Regions from separate parts of the Mus musculus genome. Here region 1 is linked to region 2. The links are chromatin contacts, called in public HiChIP or PLAC-seq maps. All regions are on one chromosome and are shown on one strand. Each heading gives the region's core, a stretch centred on a gene start, on an enhancer-like site or on the middle of the called end of the contact. The rest is flanking DNA. Distances are from core to core; before and after follow the strand shown. Region 1 holds the start of Enc1 (ectodermal-neural cortex 1). Region 2 overlaps Arhgef28 (Rho guanine nucleotide exchange factor (GEF) 28).

Region 1 (6,864 bases), core at 301-2,800, 660 kb after region 2:
TGGGAGAGAATGTCACTGTCACAATCTCTCATCTTGCAACCACTGTATGATTAAAACAAAAGGTGCTCCTGAAGACCCTAGGGAGACAACGTGCTCTCTGGTTTAGAATCATGCAAACATCAAAATATCCAGACATAATTTATACATACGGTTATACAAAAAACACCTTCAACATAAAACGAATCATCCTTTCCAACATTTTTTAAAGACCCCAGAGACATAAATCTGCATGCTAAGGAAATGACCCCCAAAATGCACACATATACTTAACTTGCGTCTACAAAGAAGGCAGAGAAAAAGACTGCTATTACTGTGAACATCAAAAGGGCACCTAGTTCAGTGACTTCAGTTCACTTCCTGCTGCTTCCAGGCAGGACGTCTGCCTCCAACACTGGGAGCACCTCCATCTCTCTCCTGGTTAAGCCTGATCTCGATCCCACGAGCAAAGAAGCCAGGCAGACGTTCCCAAGCACTCACATTACTGACAACAACGGAGCCACACTATAAAGATGTTTACCAAAATAGCTCTTGGCCACGCCGTCCCCTCCAACACTTGCAACGGCTACTCTCAACACGCTGGACATGCCAGTGAGGACGACACCAAATTACAAGTCCAAGTCCACTGTTTCATCTCCACCCCGCCCACCAATTCCTACCTAGCCTTTGAAATTAATAATGTCATTCTAAAAGGCAAAAGCTTGCAGGAGAAGAAACTCGTTTTTCAGGAACCAGTTTTCATTCATTTGGCTGCAGTCAAGTGGCCGCAGGAGGAGGTCTGCGCATGGCCTCCACCGCCCCCCAAAGCCGGCTACGAGGCACCCTGGGGAACCGATCCCACGCGCTGGGCTTCCTGGAGACTGCTAGGAGCCGGGATATTATCCCCAACCTGGTTCCTCGCACCCACCGATACTTGCCCGGGCGTTACACCGCAGAGGGGAGGCAAGTTGCTCTCCCAGTGCCGTTCCCACTCCAGCGACTGTTCTGCCTCGAGAGCACCTCCTGGGCTTAAGCCTCAGCCAGGGTGGCGGGCGCCGGCTCGATGCTCCCAAGCACACCCCGCGGCCGACTCCCACCGCCCGAAACCCGGGCGCCCGCAACAGGTTTGGGGTTGCAGGGCAAACTTACAGTAGTGGCGGCTGGCCTCTGCACACAACCGGCTGCGGTTCTTGCCTCGGTCACCCGCAGGGAGCCGACGAAGGGCGTCTCTGTTCCAGGAAGCGGTGGCGATCGCCGGGGAGAAAGGAGCGCTGGGAAGGGAGGCGATAGCGTCCGGGGTAGTGGCTCCCGGGCTGGTTTCGGCAGGCAGCTGACCTCGGTCTCCGGATCTGCTGCTACGGACCTGGCGCCCCGGCCGGGCCAAGCGTCTGCCGGCGCGCGCCTAGCCAGGGGAGAGTGAGCCTGCGGCGGCCGCGCCGCGGAGGAAGGCGGTCTGCACGCAGGGGGAGGGAACGGGGTTGCGGCGTGAGCGCTGGCGGCCGCCTGGCGTCGGCTCCGGGTCTCTGCAGCGCCTCCGTCGCGCCGCTGGCTCTGAGGCTGCGGGAGCTGACTGCGCCGGGCCACCGTGCGCCGGCCTATAAGTTGCGCCCGGGAGGGGGCGCGTATGCAAAGAGACTCGCTAGGGGGAGGAGGGAGGAAGCGCGTCCACTACGCGGGCAGGAGCGGGAGGAGCTGGGGGGGGGGATGACGGGGGGGGCGGTTAGCCGGAGAGGAACTAGGGGAGTGGGGCGGGGAGCGAACGGAGACAAAGCGGACGCCCTCGCTCAGCAACGGGCAGCTGCAGCCCTCGGGGACCGGGAAGAAAATAAGTTTTAGAGGCTCGGAGGGTCTTCGCCTCCTCGGGTCAACCCCATTCAAGGCTAGGTCGGGGGCTGGGGCACCCAACTCAGGGGAAAGCAGCCCTAGGCGCTTTCCTGCGCTCGAGGGTGCCGGGATCCTAAGAATGCTCAGTGGAGTAGCCAAGGCCAAGCTGGGGATCCACCGCTCCCGCATGCACTCACTGGGTTAGACACCCCAGCGGCAGGCAGAGCCTAGTTCCCGCAGGAGCAAGGGAAGAAGCCTAGGTCTGGACCTCGGGGAACACTGCAGGTTGCGCAAGTGGACATTGGGTTACTTGCTGGCAAGAGGCCAGACTCCAAACTCTTGTGGGGGGCTTCCTTCTCCACCCCAAGTTGGTGAGGAAGCCGCGGCAGGACTCTGTCTCGCTCGGAGCTGGAGCCGCAGCAACCCCAGCTGGGTCCTGAGGGCCCACGTGTTTCGCAACCAATCGCCCAGGGCCGCTAGATTCAAAGCCAACTCCTCCAAGGAGCAGACACGCTGCCTCCTCCTGGTAGGGAAGATGTCTGTTACCTTCGGAGACTTGGCCTTTCCTGGGTTTGGTTGGTTGGTGGAGTCTGGAGTTCAGTCAAGAAATAGCGTGTCCCCCCCCCCCAAAAAAAACAACAACCATCACCCCACACACACACCTAAAGTCTCGAGGGCCTAGCAAAAGAAGGAACTCTATCCTAAATAAATAAATAAATAAATAAATAAATAAATAAATAAATAAACAAACGTGGCCACAACTGTTTATGACTCTCATTTTTGACTCTCTGTGCTGGGAGCTAAAACGACACTTTGAGTTGGCTCTTATTCGGCATTTGAGATATGTAGGGACGAATTGTATAGATTATTAGCCCAAACCCTTTATTGTGCAGGTGAGGAAAGAGAGGTCTTTGGCGATGTGAATTGCCTGGCTGGAGACCTGCAGGGCCTCAGTAGTGGCCAGGGAGTTTGCCCTATCCTCTTCATCTCCCCAACGCTTCGCCCCCAGTCTTCCTTTTCTTAAGACACCAGGCGTAGCAATGGTTTAAACCGGCGCAGGAGGCTCCACATGGCGCTTCCTGAGACCACAGACTGCTGAAACCCGCAGGGTTGGTCCTTTATCCCAGCTCCCTCTCTCTGGCTTCCTCTGCTATTGAGGCTGATAGATTTTGCTCATCGCAAAGAAAGACAGTGCCCTCTTAAGTCCTTTCTTAGCATTAACTCGTCAGCCTCACGACAGCCTTTTCAAATCTGTTTCCTATTTTAATTTTTGATAGCGTCTTGGCTCCATTTTGCTTTACAGAGCCAGGGAAAAAGCTCGAGGGATTCAAGGTAAGAACCAGGTGTGGAGGCCCCCAGGGGCAGCAAGGAGCCAGGCAGGCAGAATTCCGTTCCCAAGGAGAGAAAGATTACAACCAATAGAAAGCAAACGGATGGAAACGGAGTTCGCATCAGAGATAGGCTCTGACGAGAGGAAGATAGGAACAGGTCTCCGAGTCTTTTAAAAGCATATTTCTATGTCCTGTGGAGGCACCAAAGCCCACTACTGTGCACTTTCTGGCCCTTTTTCTTTGTTTTCATCTGTCTGGGTTTGGGTCAAACACAAATATGTGGGTTTAGGGCACTAACAGTTCATGTGTACCAGTGGAGTGGAACACTGTTCCATTAAGAAGTTAGCACATCTTCTCTTTTGACAAAATATGCCTGTCTTTCTCCCAAAGCCACCTAGAACTGCTGCTGCTGCCTGGAAGCAGTATATATACCTATGTCAGCTGGTTGGCTGGGGGTTTTGCCAGGAGAAGTCAGCTGGCAGAGGATAGATAATCGTTTCTATTGCATCTCCCACCTGGAAGTTGCAGCATCCACAATGAAGTAAACAGTGAAGTTCGCTTCTCTTTGTAGAGTGCTTGGCTAAGCAAGAGGGCTAAAAGGATGCTAAGTCCAGCTGTTAGCTGCCGCTGTATCTTTTCTACCTAATGTTACCACTTCCTGTGCTTCAAATCAAGAAAACAAAATCACAGCCTAGAAACTTCTGAAATGAAATCAGTGACCATCCACATCCCTTCCTCTGCTAACGGGAGATAAGCAACTTCCGGTGACGGAATTTGTTTATATAGGTTACACAAACCAGGAAATACTGAAAGACACAGGAAGTGAACTTATATTTTAGAAAAGTGCATGTTTCCAGTGACCCTCAGACATGAGCCAGAGTATGAAAATTCTTTCGACTGCTGGGCGGCTTCTAATGCCTTTCTCACGGCTGAGAGTGATTTGCAACTTAGTGGATTTATGATCATAGAAACTCAAACTATATCTTTTTATGGTCTCTCCCAGCCAATGGCAAAAGTCATTCTTATCACCTTGTTCACAGGAAGCAAAGGTGAGTCGTGTGCGTGTACAGGAAGAAACCGCTCCACAGGATTGTGATTGCCCTAGACTACAACAGACAGGGCCGGATGCCGAGGTGTAAGACCTCAGGAGAGGAGGCCACTCCTTAGCTTTGTACAGCAGCCTGAGCTTGATTCAGGATGCTAGTTAGGCTGGTCCCGCTGGCCGCTGGAAAACTGTCTTTGCCTGGCCTTGGGACTCTAAACCAAGGTTGTTTTGAATGCTGTTAAGAAGCTGTGCCCAAGGCTTTGGCCTTGTTATCTTCCTTAACGATATTATTTTGCTAGGCTGCAAAATCAGCAGCGTGGGGTTAAATGTATTAGCTGCCTTCAAACCTAATCTATCTTCATTCATTCCTAATTATTCTCAGGCTGAATTAATGAGAGTGATTTAATTAACACCATACAATCACAGTACCAGGGACTGGACAGCTCAGGGGATTAGACCAAACTGGGCCAGGCAGCTGCCACCCGGCCACTTACAGGTTCCCAAAGCCTTACCCAAATTCAGACATGTCCCCTGCTGGGATTCCAGAAGGGCCCCCTTTGTTCTTTGAATCACTTCCTCAGTCTGTGTGAGGAAGATGGCAGCCCTCCTACCTAGGCTTTGAGAACCAGGCCCAGTAGAGTCAACATGGCAGAGGGCCAAATGCCCACCCAAGGTGTGATGACTAATCTTTATTGTTAACTCGGCTGGATTTAGAACCACCTAGGAGGGCTGGTGAGATGGCTCAGTGGGTAAGAGCACCCGACTGCTCTTCTGAAGGCCCGGAGTTCAAATCCCAGCAACCACATGGTGGCTCACAACCATCTGTAATGGGATCTGATGCCCTCTTTTGGTACCATCTGTATGTAATAGGATCTCTTCTGGTGTGTCTGAAGACAGCTACAATATACATAGAAATAAACAAATAAAAATTTAAAAGGTTTTCAAAAAAAATCACCTAGGAGAGATATACCTTAAGGCATGTGTCAGAGAGGGCATCTACAGAGAGTTTCCATTGAGGAGGAAGACCCTGACCCTGAATGGAGACAGAGCCATCCCACGGGCTTGTGGTTTCAGACTAAATGCATTGGGGGTGGGGGGAGCTGACCACTGGCATTCACCTCTCTCTGCTCACTGAAGATGGCAGTGTGACCAGCCATCGCACACTCCTAACCCTGCCTCCTTGCAGTGGACTATATTTCTTTAAATTATGAGCCCAAATAAATCTTTTTTTTTCTCCCTATCTTGCTTCTTTTCCAATACTTGGTAACACCACCATCGACAAGAGAAACACCTAGAATCTGTACTTTTCTTTTTATCAGCTTGAACCTCTGCTAGGAAGTGGACATTCAGCCGGGATGCCATCTCCTGGTCACACGTGTGGAAGGGAAAGGAGAAAAAAGGAACTTCCAAGGACTGGGACCCTTACGGAAGCCCCTCCTTCTACACCTTCAGCTACCGAAGGAACACCGGCAGGCCTTGAATGTGTTCTCTTATCCCATGGGGACCAGATTATTTTTGGTCTTTTAGTACTAGACATTGAAGTTAGGACCCAGAGCATGCTAAAGTCACACTCTACCCCAAGCTGCGCTCAAAGCTCTTGGAGCATTGGCTTCAGGCTTTCTTGTCAGGAAGGACAGCGACACCTGCTATATGTTCAAACCCACAAGGTCTTCCAGTCTTTTGTCTTTTATTGATGCTGTCTTCCTGTTTTACACTGGAGCCATTGGCCTATTACTGATGATGAAGAAATAATTCTTTTCTGTTACTTTAAAAAAAGAAGCTGATACAAAAAGGATTATTTTTAAAAAACATTCTTTAAAATGAAGCAGCTAGGGAGCTGGAGAGATGGCTCCGTGGCTAAGAGCACTGACTGTTCTTCCAGAGGTTCTGAGTTCAAATCCCAGCAACCACATGGTGGCTCACAACCATCCATAATGAGATCTAATGCCCTCTTCTGGTGTGTCTGAAACAACTACAGTGTAGTTATTTTTAATAAATAAATCTTACAATTTATTGTGAGAAATCTAGCTTTAAAAAAAAATAAATGAAGTGGCTATCCATGTTTAAAAGAAAGCAGCCTAGCCAAAACAGAGCAAAAAACGAGGTACAGGAGCCCCTATTCCCTCCTTCCCTGAGGCTCTTGTAGGGTGGGTATGATATGAGTTCCCTGGCACCTATCAGAATCACACCAGGCGGCCGTAGGGTGTGACCTTACACAGCCTAGGGGAATCTTGAACCATTTCCCCTCCTGTTTTTCATAATCTTTTCAGTGCCCCAAGGCTCCTGGACTAAACTCCTAATTTATTCTAAGTAATTACATTCAAGAATCGACCGTTGTTCCAAGCAATGAAAAATGAAGGTTTTGTTTGGCCTGGATGTTGTGCTTCCAGGGCGGGATGCCAAGTGTCTGAGCAGGTCTCAGCATGAAGAAGGGACCAGAAGAAGGGACCTTTGTGGTCCAAGAACTTGCACTTCTAAATGAATATTTAAATAATTTTATAGCAGGCTGCGAGCACAGACTTTACTCAATGGTACAGCTCAGCCTCAGACAGGAGGTTGTAGTTACTGTAAATCAAATGAAAAGGTAGAGGTGTTGATGAGTGTGTTCTGTTCTCATGAAGTTAAAAGCACAGCCTAAGCAATGATACGAACTCATAGATGTATATATGCGTGTGTATACGTGTATAT
Region 2 (7,513 bases), core at 3,360-5,859:
CCATAGATTGCTTTTCACATCAGAAGCCCACATCCTGTTTTGTGGCTCACTATGGAAAATCGAATTGAGCAAAATTAGGGACAAAGACCAGTTTTCCTTTGCTCTGAAGATACCTCAAGCTCTGTGCAATAAATGTTTTCCATTAGAGGGGAAATGCTGTACATTAATGCTCCTGAGAAAAAAATAACGATTGCCAGTGACGCCATCAGGAAATGATTTTTTAAATGTTTCAGAGTGGAAGCACGAATCAGTGACTAAATGGGGATACAAATTATTTTGGAGAATTGAAACATTAATGATAAAGTCGTCTCTTGGAGAAGAAGTTATTCTAGGATGGTGGGACTTTTGAGTTTGGGGACATGCATGAGGGACATAGTAGTAATAGGATGAGTCAGAAATCTTGATTAAAATAAACAAGAGCAGAACCATGGCTCAGGAGACCTGGAGTTCTGTTTGTGTGAGGTAAGAAGGGTTAAACAATGTGACATCAATGGTTTCAAAAGAGTAGACTAATCATGCTCGCTGCACCCTGGTTGTCTGGGTCCTCGGCCATTGCTATGCTGCTGGGTTCATCCAGACCTTGGCACTGATGCCTAGGATGAAAGTTATAGCGTTATTAATGTTAAATAAAACTTTCATTTCAAAATGGTCGTGATTGCAAGTGGCTTTTCCTGAAGGATGTGGCAGCACATACTAGTAGTCCCAGCATTTGTGAGGTAGATGCAAGAGGATCTTGAGTTCAAGGTCAGCCTAAACTATATAGTAAGACTCGATCTGAAATACACACACACACACACACACACACACACACACACACACGCACGCACGCACGCACACACACACACACACACACACGCACGCACGCACACGTACATGCACAAGAAAATAAATATGTAAATAAATAAAATGTTTTCATATACAGAAAATTCAGGAAAAGGCAAAGAATATGCTAACTACCTGTCTTCAAATTAGAGACAAGCCTTGTCTTGTTGGCAAGCGACTCTTATATTTGCTGGTCACAAGAGCAGAGATCAAGTGTAGATTGCAGCTATGAATGGTACTAGTTAGTTTCCCAGCCCTTTAAGGATAATGTGTGGGCTCTGTTCAAACATGTGTTGTTGAGAAGGCTGAAGACAGATGAATGGAAAAAAGATGACTCCCTTATAAACATTCATTTAAATGCAACTTCAAGTAATGGATTTGATTGCATTGTGAATTCTTTTGTTTTGTCTTACTTCTAGAATGTTGTTTGTAGAGTCACTGAACCCAAATAGAGGATTTCATGATTTCAGCCCAATCCTTCATGACTTGCCCAGGGCGACATTTCACCCCATGGTGTAGATTTGAATCACTTCACAGTTTATGAGTCACTTTGTTCATCATAGATATAACACTGATGATGGTTTCGGAACCATTTGTAGGCTGATAATGAAAATAGCTAATTATCAAGTTGGCTCAAAATGATACTAATTATGGTGATACAGTGGAGGGCCAAATGTCTTCAGCGTGTGTTAGAAATTCCAGTATTAGTGAACAGAGGAAAGGATGAGAGCCACACACACCAGCGTCAACAGGCAGGCTGTCACTAAGGGGACCATCTTAGGTTGTGCATGCATGTCCCTTAGCAAGGGTCATGTTCTTTTGTACCAAATGTCTACAAGAAAAAGAAATGATATCAGTCAGATTGAGACAGTCTCTGCCATTTGAAGTGGCTTTAGAGGGCTAGCCTAGACCCACAGTGGTCCTCACAATGAGGCTACGGGGATGTCTTTTGAAAGTTAATATGTTAGTGTGCAAACCGGTAGCTCAGGTCTGAAGCAGACGAGGCCCCGGACTAAGCTTCCACTTTTCCACTTGGTTCAGCCAGACTTTTGGGTTTTAAAATGTGTTTCAGTTTATTTGTCTCTATTTTAGGCTTAGTAATGTGTACTCTGTTCTCTTTCCAGAGATGTGGTGAGGTTCAAATTATCCTGTCAGAAGGGAGAGTGTTGCAGTTTTGAAATTGTGTCTCATTTGAATAGCGTCTGCCTTTCAGGTCCCTAGATCCTGACCCCATGAATATTTCTTTGTTTATTAAAAAAATAAGAAAGTTTTATTTTTCTCTCCATGAATCATCAGGCATTTTGATCACCGATGCAATGGAATAATTTCATTTTGAACTCCCCAAGAATTCTGCTTTCTGAACCGGCGAGGTTCCGTTTGAAGAAATACACTTTCAGTTTCGGGTTCTGTATAAGGATCACTTTCTTTGGGGTAAAATGAAATATGGAAAAAGGTGGCTGGCTTTCAGAAACACACAGTTGCTCTGCTAAAGTTCTCTCGGGGGTAGAAATAGAGTAATAAGATCAGAAATCACAGCATGGCTTCTATTTCAAAATCAAACGGCCTGACCTTGTCTGCATAGTTCAGGTAGACACGAAGAAGGAATGGGGAGCAGGAAATTGAGTTCCCCCTGGGTGACACAGGGCCACATAGCATCCAGTTGGGGCCCAATGTCCTGGTAGAAATAGTGTTTTCTTACGTCTTCGTCCTCATTCCAAAATATTCTGATTAAAGTCCTGCTCCCCACTGTACATGTGCAAGTGTGTGCATGCACACACACTCCTGTCCCATAATCATGATTGTGTCTTAGTCTTCTGGAACTGCAGCCAATCATTTTAAAGATAGGAGAAATTTTTTTCCCAATATGCATTTGGTTCTTTGGCTTGCTTTTTGCTTTTCTCCTGAAGCCATTAATGAGACATCCCAGATTGCCAAACTCCTGGGCATTTTGGACTCTGCTTCATCCAAAAGGCTAGGAGCTTCATGGATTACAGGAGTGTGCCCGGGGGCTATCACATTTCAGCAATCAGCTCCCAACCACCTCTGTCCATGGGTGATTTTGTTTTCCATTCTCAGTGTAATGGTTTGTGTGTCCTGGCTGGCCCATCCACTGGCAAGGGCTGGCCATTGGCAAAGGGGCACAGCTGCTGCAGTATAGGTGACCTGTTCAACCTGCCAGTATTTTCTAGATGAAAGTGTTGAGATTTTTTTTCCTTTGAAGTCGTTTTGTATCAGCACCAGCTGATCCAAGAGCTTGGGAGAGGAATTAAGATCTGTGAACACCATGTCCACAGACAAGCACACCCTGTCTCTTAAAGTGGTCAGATAGGGTGGGGAAGCACTTCTGGTTGATTTGTAGTCTTGCCCAGGTTGATTTGAAATCATTGCTTGGGATCTTTGCCTTTGTCTGACCATGTAGGGGAGGTTGCTAGGCCTGTAATTACTGCCCCATTGGTTTAAGGGGGCTCAGTACACCTTTTTCTTTGCTATCTTTTAGGAGGGTGAGTAGAGAGAAGATATTAGACATGTAGGATCTTGTAACCTGAAAGAGCTGGGGCAAGTCATTTGCAGCTCACTGAGAAGTGAGGTCATGAGACCTGAAGAGGGAGGTACCTTTCTGGAGCCCTGAAGTTCTCTAAGCTGAGGTCTCAGATACTTCCAGCTGTGTGATGCTGGGCACAAAGTTGAACTAGCCTGAGCCTTAGTTTCCCAACTTGTAAACTGTGGGTTACATCTTGAGTTGCAAAGCGATGTGGAACATAAAAGACTTGGCACAGCTTTTGGCTGGTGGCGAGAAGATCCTGACAGATGTGATGGCTCCTTCTCAGAAGCATCTTCAACAGCCTTTAGATAATGCGCTCCTTGTGTTTGGGATACAGGACTTGAAGTCACGTTCCCCCCAGCGTAAGAGGTTTTCTTCCCGGGTTGGTGATGATGTGGCTCAATTGGTAGACTGCCGGCTTAGCATATATCCAGAACACCATGAGTTGATCCACAGTTCCACATCAACTGAGCATGGTTGCTTGTATCTGTAATTCCACAACCCAGAAAATCAGGAGAATTGGGAGTTCAAGATCACCCTTGGCTATCTCAGGATATGAGAGACCCAGTCTCAAGGAGAAAAAGGAAAAAAAAAAAAAGAGTTAGGCTTGGCCTGTGCCTTTGATTGAGTTGAAGCAGGTAGCCTATCTCCTCACCCTACCCTCAGGGTCCTCCATTATTTCAGAGTCATGTAATCTGACTCTACTTCCTAAGGCCCTGGCTGCTCCCCAGCCATCCCCACCTCTTATTGGAAAAAGGGAAGACCTGAGGGGTAGCAAAAAGATGAAGCCCCGTGGGGACATTCTGCCCTTCATGTTTACCCAGCCAGCCATACTGCATTCCCTAGCAGCAAACTTCCTGTCTGGAGGAAAAGGTTAGGAGCATTTTATCATTAGGATGGAGACAGGTATGATAGCTGTCTAAATAACGGTGGCTTAGGATAAAATGTGGCAAAGGGGATAATGGTTTCTTTTTGATGACTGAGATAGAAATAGGTAGACCTCAGGATGACCTGCCCTCACTCCGCATGCAGATCTGCTTGCCTCTGCCTTTAACCAGGAGCTGCTTACCTGTAATTTTGCTACCTCGGGGAGGTTGGATATTGGGAGAAATGCCATAAAAATGATTTGGAGCAAGTATGTTTTTTTTTTCTTCTTCAAATCAAAGCACCCCTTCATCTACCCCCTTAAAGCACAACATAGAAGCCTTTATCAGAAAAGGGGAGACAGTGCCTGCTGTTGCTAGGCAACCAGGGGAAAAAAAACTGCAAGCCCAGCTACAGTCGCAGTTAGCAAGATTTTCCCAGAAACCTAGCTGCTCTTGCAAAGTCCTTTGTGTAGCATTAGCAGACATGTATGGTGGGTGGATAGACGGTCTTCTTCACTCTTCAGCCCCCTTTTTTCCGACCCCTTCCTTGCCTACACTAGTGAACCCCAAAATAAATGGAGTCTTGAGACCATGTTTTGTTTGTTTGTATGGTTGATTGTTTTGTTTGTTTGTTTGTTTGTTTGTTTGTTTTCTGGAGACAGGGTTTCTCTGTGTAACCCTGGCTGTCCTGGAACTCTCTCTGTAGACCAGACTGGCCTCAAACATAGAGATCCACCTGCCTCCACCTCCAGAGTGCTAGGATTAACACGGTGTGTGCCACCATGCATCCTGAGACCAATTCTTTACTTGAGCATTCTGAAGGGAGATACATACAGAGTCTGTGATGCACAAAAGGCTGTCTGCAGTTTTGAGGCCTGAACCCACTTAAGATTAGCGGGAATCCTTTTCTCTGGCAACAGTGACTGTCACCAGTGTTCCCTTAAGAGTGTTCAGTGAAGGCAATTTTCATTAATAGGATGCTTGTGCCCACGACTGAATATTGATGTCCTCACTAGATAGCTGCTCTGTTCCTGTCTTCCTGGACGAACTTGGGCATTTTCTCTTTGGTTGACCACAAGGTCGCTCTTTTTCCTAACTGTGAAGCGGAAAGTGTCATCTGTCTTGCGGGTTCCAAGTGGAGTCTTCTGTAACCTGTCATGTCTTTCAGTTGCAGATTTGGACTCCTTCCAGAGTGAATCGTCATCTCCCCAGGACTCCAATCAGCGTGGCCCCCAGCCACAGACACTCACAACAGAAGCAAAACTAAGTCTTCCGATGGCGGCTGGACACGGTGGCGATGCTGGAGACGGGGCTGAAGAAAACATTCTTTACCTCTGATTGTGTGGCCATTTGTTTTCCCAAGCAAACAAACATAAACCACTGGCACTTTGGGGAGAGTTTCTCCTTGGCCCCAGCCCTTGAGTGTGTGATTCTCTGTGCCCAACTTGCTTTAAGAAGAATATTTAATATCCCATGCACGTTCAATTTTTGGCATGAGTCTAATAATTAAATTATTAAAAAAAAGAAAAAAGAAAAACAACCCAGCTCCGCGCGTGTGTCATCTTTAACTGATCTCACCCACTTTTGAGTTTCTAGAGGAGAAACTTCACTTGAGTGAGCCGAAGGATGTGAACGAGTTTTCACTTTGAAATTCCACATTACACTGTGTACCCATTCATCTGGAGTGTGAAATGCATCTTGAGATAAAGATGAAGCCATTTTGATTTGGAAAATGATCTTTTCCAGGGCTGAATTTCTGATATCACAGCAGTTGCTTATTGTGAGTAGCCTTGATACCACAAAGAAGGCAGAGGAAGTTTTGGGAAAGACCTTTTCTCACTTTGTTCTTACGTGTGAATGTTGGGGTCTTCAGAGTTGAGGTGCTGTTACCCTCACTGTACAGCCCCTGTGTCCTATCTAAGAACCTGTTCATACTGGGTGGGCGCTGTACAGGAACACAGTCTGGGCGTGCTTGGGACCTGGGTCACCTTGCTTTGTAGCTCACTCTCTTGAACAGATGCTGCTGGGTTCAGAGTCTCTTCAGCACCATCTTTTAGCCCAGCCTGGAGCCTCCACCATGACATGTTAGCTGTAAATAGTGAAACTCCCAAGAGAGAGCCCTCACTTGGGCCTCCTAGGCAGGACTGAGTGTCAAGGACTACAGTCGACTTGCAGGAACCCAGCCTGTAGGTCAGAAGGACAAAGGGGCTAGCTCTTGGTGAAGCTTGCTGCCTGCCTGGGCTTTTCTACAGAGGGACAAAGGGCACTTCTTGATTTCAGAGTACCCGTGGCTCTCTGTGAGAAAGTAAACCAGGAAATGTTCTCATCTTGTTCTTTGGAAATATTTGTCCATGTTCTGGTCAGTGTCAATAAATATCTTTTGCCTCATTATTTTACTCTGTAAATTTAATATTAAACCTAGGACCATAGCAAAACACACATTTCACACACGCAAATTGGTCCTAATGGAAACCGAAAAGGAATGGGGTTGGAGGCAACCATTACATTCATCCAGAATTGCAGCAACAACCGGGGAGACATGGTGGGGGGAAGGGCAGTCACTCAAATCCCAACTTATTTTTCCTGAAGTTATAAATTGTCTCTCTATTTTAACAGGTCAAATCTTAAAGCTTTAAAGACTCTCTTTGGAGAGGTGCCCTTTTGTAGCTCCTGTAGATCTATGCTTTTCTTAAAGTGCATTAAAAAGTCCAGTGACTAAGTTTTCCCCAGCAGGGATAGTCATTAAAATTCGGACAACTTACTAAAACTCTGTTATTTTACCTCTGAGGCAAACTCCTAATGACATGAGCCCCACTCCACCCCCAAAGACACCTAGGGAGAAAAGTTTCTTCCTGTCTGCATTAAAGCTGATCTCAGAATCCTATACACTTTGAATGGAAAGCTTAGAGTTATTTCCATCTATATCTTCGCTCTGATAACTATAAATATCTTTTTTTCTCATGGTAGAGGAGATGGAAATAGTAAAAATATGTAAAGATGTTTAAAAAATCCCCATGGAGTTCTGCTTTAAAATCTGTACTCAGTTGACCTTCAGGCTGTGAAAACCCAGGCCTCCAATGCCACACTCTTGGGGCCGCTTGGACAGTTTTTGAGATGCCGGGATTCATAGGTTCATCTTGGTCATGCTGTTATCTAATGCTTTTCTATTTTAACTGGTGCAGCTAGATGACCAAGCCTCCTCTGGAAGCTCTTCCTTTTCATGTCTTTACTGTGTAATAAATCGGAACGGCTTGTCTGTCCACCGCACCCATTCCTATGCTAA

What was found. HiChIP or PLAC-seq counts read pairs in DNA pulled down with a chosen protein or histone mark.
Region 1: a contact with region 2 is called in an H3K4me3 HiChIP or PLAC-seq map of embryonic forebrain, with 11 times the contacts expected there. The contact joins the promoter of Enc1 here to the enhancer-like site in region 2. A contact is called at or near these places in 3 of 39 promoter capture datasets (embryonic stem cells, epiblast stem cells and hippocampal neurons), 1 of 15 datasets of contacts at CTCF or cohesin (the NIH/3T3 cell line), 3 of 484 Hi-C or Micro-C datasets (bone marrow-derived macrophages, cerebral cortex and embryonic fibroblasts) and 25 of 115 datasets of contacts at active chromatin or transcription factors (acute myeloid leukemia, astrocytes, cardiomyocytes and 19 more).

The regions. Positions count from the first base shown.
Region 1 is chr13:97,235,791-97,242,654 of GRCm38.p6, reverse strand. Enc1 (ectodermal-neural cortex 1) reads right to left here and starts at 1,550. Exons shown (of 3, transcript NM_007930.4): 1 at 1,126-1,550.
Region 2 is chr13:97,897,702-97,905,214 of GRCm38.p6, reverse strand. It overlaps Arhgef28 (Rho guanine nucleotide exchange factor (GEF) 28), which reads left to right. Exons shown (of 36, transcript NM_012026.2): 36 at 5,399-6,620. The coding sequence ends at 5,568. Among named protein-coding and RNA genes, the nearest start is that of Gm34388, 7.5 kb to the right of the region's middle. Within about 2 kb of position 4,609, at least 35 of the 459 cell types and tissues checked have an H3K27ac peak or open chromatin away from gene starts, as enhancers often do. A contact at or near this core is called in embryonic basal ganglia, embryonic forebrain, forebrain and 2 more, where this site is marked.